Linked DNA regions of Mus musculus: region 1 is linked to region 2. A link is a contact called in public Hi-C data. All regions are on one chromosome and are shown on one strand. Each heading gives the region's core, a stretch centred on a gene start, on an enhancer-like site or on the middle of the called end of the contact. The rest is flanking DNA. Distances are from core to core; before and after follow the strand shown.

Region 1 (2,748 bases), core at 238-2,737, 180 kb after region 2:
AGCTGGGAACATGTCCAGAGGGAGACGAAGCTTCCTGAAAAACTCCATTGCTTTCTTTTCTTAGAGTATACCTTCCTGCCCAAGGCAGTCAGCTAAGGTCATCCAGACCACCTATGGACAAAGAGGGCTTTATTCAGAATGCTGTGAAGCTAACACTAAATAAGTATTTTGTGCAGCAATGTTTCAGCCTTCTGAGAAGAAAGTCTGTGCAAAGAATGAGGCAAGGAATTGTAAAGTAATTAGTCATACCACTTTTGTGTGAATGGGATATGTAAATAGTTTAAACTTGTATTTTAATTAAATGAAATACACTTGTTAGATGTTTTGCAAATAATTACAAATTAAGGGAGACAGAAACTTAGATCTTAATATAGTGAACAAATATTTCATGAGCATCCACAATATGTAAACAGCCATTCCAAGCAATTTATCACTATGCACTACGCATGGGGTAGCACTTAAATTGAGGTCTTTTCACAGGCAGAATTAGCAATGGTAATAAAAGAGGGCAAAATTGATTCAAATATATTTTAAAATGGCTATTTTACAAATTGAAATCAAGGTGAGATTTATAGAGATACTGAAAAATTCTACCTACTGCCAATAAAAATTGAGTTGCAAAAATTACAGCAGTTTAAATTTTTTTTCATCATATATATCCATATTGCATGATATTGTATAACATAAAGGCATCTTTATACAAGTAAATATTGGACACTGTATGTATCCTAGGCCTGCCTACCCAGTTCTTGTTAGTTCTTGTTAGTCCTCTTAGTTTCCTTATACAGTTTGGCTTTAGTGTCATATATACATACACATGTAAATTTATGTATTTATAGAAAAAACATGGATAACATGAAATTAATAAAAACAATGTGTGTATCCACATGTGTGTACTTTCTCTTTCTCCATTCTTTGTCTCTTTCCCCAAGTACTCACCATGATGGATAGCCCTTGCTTTTATTACTGTTAGCCATTGTAATGGGATTAAAATGAAACCACAGTACAGTTTTAATTTATATTTCTGTGATGGCCAGTGAGATTAAACCATTTTAATATGTTTAATACAAGTTTGATTTTCTTCTTTTTGAAAACTCTCTTGTTCATTAGCTCACTTGTTGAGTGGGTTGTTTGATTAGTTTAGTTTTGTTCCCCAGGTCATATTCTGGGCATTAATCTTTTGTAAGTTGTATAACTTACAGAGATTTTTCTTCTACTTTACAAGTAATTTACTCTCTAAGTTATCTACTTCCGCTATGTGTAGAAGTTTTTTAAATAACTTGCAACCCTGTTTGACAATTGTTGACATTTTTTTAACTCAATAGTCTTACTATTGAGTTAAAAAAAATAAAGCTGGACTGGGTGAGCTGGCCAGAATGTGAACACAGGAGAGCTGCCTGCACCTCTCATCTGCTGATAGATGTTATGGGCATGGGAGAGAGACTCTGCTTCCCCCAGCCACCTGCAGCAGCCAGATCAACTGGCCCAGAGGGCATGAGAGCTCTCACTGACTCTCACTGGCTACAGCCCTCATTAGAGCAGCCTCTGCCTTCCCTGAGCAGCACAGTAGCCATCACTTTCAAACATGGCTGTTTCCTTCTACAAATTAACCTTACTTTTGTTGTTAGGGAGTAAAGGTGTGTACTAAGTGTGTGTTATAGCTAAATCACATTGGAAAACGGTGTGTATTTTCATCCTAGCTGGATCATATTGACCTAGAAGGTCTTTGGATGTGAGCCTTTGCCACAGCATCCATGTTGCTGAATTAAAAACTCTACAAATGGAATCAAGAATTAATCAAGAATTAATTAATTTATCTACTATAAATTAGTAATTTCCTTTTTTAGATAATGAGGAATCTAGATCTTTTATCAATAGACTAGAATTTAGCTAAGGACCTCTGCAATAGAAACAGTGAATAAAGAGCTTCTCTCTTCCCCTCCCCCTGTCAATTAATTACATTTCAACTTGGCACTAATTATTTTAATGTGACCTAGAAACTTTCCTTACTCCAATAGCACTGATGTGTAAATCAAATCCATACTGAACCCTGAAAACATGTCTTAAAATTCAGCAACATATATGCTTACATTTTGCTGTAAATTCGCATTATTTTAAGGAGTGTTGAGAGCAAATCTATGCATGCTGTCACTTTCCCTCTTCCTGCTCTTGTTCCTTTTTGTTAGATGTCTCAATATATTTTGATATAAGTCTCACTATATTAAGATTTTAGCAAAATTAGATCATGGTAGTCATCCCTAATGCTTCATTATAATTATTGATTCTTTTATCTTTGGGAAAATGTGAGAATTCCCTTATTTTGTAAAAGTTAATGGCAAAACAATTATAAATCTTATTAAAGAAGCTTTAGTTGTTTTACATCTGAATAGCAAGACTCACTTGGATAATAATCACTTTGGTATTTCTTTTAGAACAATATCATTTTTGAACAATTCAACAAAGAACTTTTCAATCATCTTTTATGTTTAATTTTTTCATGGTTCCATAAAACTTTGTTTTTCATTGTTGTTGTTGTTTTTTTTATTGTTGTTGTTCATTATTCTTGAGTAAAGAAAAATATATACAACTACTGCCAAGAAAAGGAAAAAATGTTATTCTTCAGTCTTATGTGAATAATAGAGATCTTTTATTTATCAGACAGTTATTCATCTTCTGTTATTAGCAAACTGATCAATTACAGATGAAATATTATTCTTCCTTGGAAATTCGTAAAGCAGGAGAATCCAA
Region 2 (2,764 bases), core at 102-2,601:
TGTTTTAGCAGATTCCCACCCTCTTCTTTTTTGCTTACTTCCCACTCCCTCTGATACTCTACCCCCTTTCTTCATTTTCATAGCAAATGTGCCCTTTGATCTCTTCTTCCTTTAGTACCCCTTTTCCCTTCTTTTGGTTTCCTTTCTAGTAATTTTGTGGGGGTGATGCTGATTGTATTTTAAAGATCAGTCCACATTTACAGATATTTTCACATGCACACATTACAAGCTAGGATCTGCACATGAGAAAGACCACACTGGCTTTGTCTTCCTGGGTTTAGACCACCTAACTTAATGCTATACACTTGAGGCTGATCATTTTTTTCCCTGTAAACTTCATAATTTCAGTTTTCTTTCCAGCTGAATAAAAGTTTTATATGTATATATAACATCGTTGCCCATTCATCTGTTGGTGGACCTGGAGTCTGGTTCTAATGTGTTGCTGTAAATGGGCTATAATACACACATATGGGCAAATGTCTTTTAATGCTTGACATAGTGTTTTAAATGGATACTTCCCTTCTTCCGTTCCTTACTATTATATCACCGAAGTAATCAAAGAAACACTACCTTGTTGTCAAGGACCCACTGACAAACATTAGTAGTTATTAATAACTGGTGTCCTTGACTTCAGTGTTGTGCATGTTTTAATCATTAATTCAGCTACTGAAAGTACCTGGCTCCTTTAATTTGCTCAGGCAATAATAATATTACCCAATTATTCTTTTGTTTAAATTAAGCCATGCAAGTAATTTATAGGGATCCCTTTTATTCTTTTTCTTTCAGATATAATGTGAAGGTAACCTTAGCATTTTTGATGTCCATAGACAGTACTAGGGGTATCAAAGAAAAGGATGCCAAGCAATTGGAAGAAGTAAAACATTTAAGTCCCACAGGGAAAGACTTTTAATGGATGTAGGAAGAAACATTTTTAAGAAGTGCAGACAAATGCAAAATGACATTATTAATGACTCAAGACCATTAAATACATTGGTCTTTCTAATCACTCGGGCTTCTGAACCGTACTTGCAGTTCTCTGAATCTCATTCTCTCTCTCTCTCTCTCTCTCTCTCTCTCTCTCTCTCTCTCTCTCTCTGTGTGTGTGTGTGTGTGTGTGTGTAAGTACAGTCTGTGTCACTCTCTCTCTCTTCTCTCTGTGTCTCTCAGTCTTGTGTTTGTCTCTCTGTTTCTTCCTACTCCTCTCTCTGTCTTCCAGCAATAATACCCCTTCTCCCAATAACTGTCAGGAGTTTCGTACTATCTTCAGAGAGAAGCTGATTATCTACCTGCTCTCCAGCTTCTCTCTGAGTGACATGCCACCCACGCCTCCCAGCACAGCTCCTGCTTCTCCATCTCTGGGTGGGAATGAGGTAGTGAGGAAGTCCAAGACTGCCCTGGCCTGAACCCTGAGACCAAGAGGCTCTAGGAGCAGTGTTCACTCACTGATCCAAGGCTAGCCAGCCGCCCCCAATTGCACTCTGCAAGAGTAGGAGCCAACCCAGCGTTGCGCTTCCAGCTGCGTCTGCCCGGGCGCAGCACGTGCTCCAGGCGCTGGCGCGAGAGAGCGAGCGCCACCACCGCGGGCCCGCAGCCGTTCTGCTGGCTGCCACTACAGCTTAGATCGCAGCCACTAGCGCTTCTGCAGCAGCCAAGGCCGCTACGAAAGCGCAGGGAGCTTGAAAGGAGCGGCTGTCCAGAGGAGCAAGGCTCAGGGAGCGCACCTGGTAAGCATAGCGCTGTTTTTCTTTCTCTCAGCTGTGGAGTTACCAGGGATGTAGGATGCCGCCGGAGCCCCTCCCCCAGTGCAGGGATGGAGAGTGAGCGAGCAAGGGGCGGGTGCTTGGACTAAAGGGACCCAGAAGGGCAGGTGGTGGGCAGGTGGACGACAGGTGAAGCCAGGGATACTAGAAGGTCCTGCAAGTTTAAGAAAGTCACCCCGCAAGGACATGTGCTCTATAAATTAGACATGAATTTAGAGTCAGGAGCCTGGGCTAATGTGGTATGGCTAAATGGGAGGTTTTTGAATATCTTTTTGTTTTCATTCACCTAACTGAAGGATTTCAGTGGGGTTGTTTCCACAGAAAATAGCTAAAATAATCAGTGGCAGAAAAAAATAAATAAAACCAATAAAGCCCCCCCCCCTTCTGTCTCATGCTGGTACATGTGCAATGATAAAGCATGCACTTAGCGAGGGAGGAGAATTTTAGATCTCTGAGGATATTAGATGTTTGGGCTGTAGTAAGCACACTTGCTGATGCTGCACCCCAAAAATGAGACAGGGAAGAAGATTATGGATGGTTTTAAATACTGTATTACAATTCTAAAATGACATTTGAATGACTATAACACCAGGACCAAGAGATTCTCTGGAATCATTAACCCATTTATGAGATGTATCAGCACGTCTGGACCCTTAAAGCTAAGATTATATATTTCTAGCAGTGAAAGGAAGATTTTTTTTAACCTTAAATTTTCTGACAGAACTTTCATAAAGGATGATAATGAAGAACATGGAGATCAAGAGGAAAGAGAGGGGAGTTGAACAGACTCCATGAGCTATGTGTGGTAGTATAGCAAGGAGAGTTGGGTCTGTCAGATTTGGTACCAATGTTCATTCAGTCACACCCTGAGAAGCCCTTAGGCCATTGTCTAGGAAAATATGTGACCTTGAACAAGACTACCAAGCATTGTACACTTATTCTCTCCATCAGGAAAGTGGAAAGCATACTGCATTTTAGGACACTGAAGTCTCACAAAATAGTGT

What was found. Hi-C and Micro-C count contacts between places; a contact is called where the count stands out from the background.
Region 1: a Hi-C map of neural progenitor cells shows a contact between it and region 2, with 6 times the contacts expected there. The contact joins the enhancer-like site here to the promoter of Grm5 in region 2. A contact is called at or near these places in 3 of 484 Hi-C or Micro-C datasets (the G1E-ER4 cell line, cortical neurons and neural progenitor cells) and 1 of 9 other capture datasets (adipose tissue).

Annotation. Positions count from the first base shown.
Region 1 is chr7:87,762,519-87,765,266 of GRCm38.p6, forward strand. All of the region lies in intron 3 of Grm5 (glutamate receptor, metabotropic 5), which reads left to right. Among named protein-coding and RNA genes, the nearest start is that of Grm5, 180 kb to the left of the region's middle. Within about 2 kb of position 1,488, at least 4 of the 459 cell types and tissues checked have an H3K27ac peak or open chromatin away from gene starts, as enhancers often do. A contact at or near this core is called in neural progenitor cells, where this site is marked.
Region 2 is chr7:87,582,817-87,585,580 of GRCm38.p6, forward strand. Grm5 (glutamate receptor, metabotropic 5) reads left to right here and starts at 1,352. Exons shown (of 11, transcript NM_001143834.1): 1 at 1,352-1,724.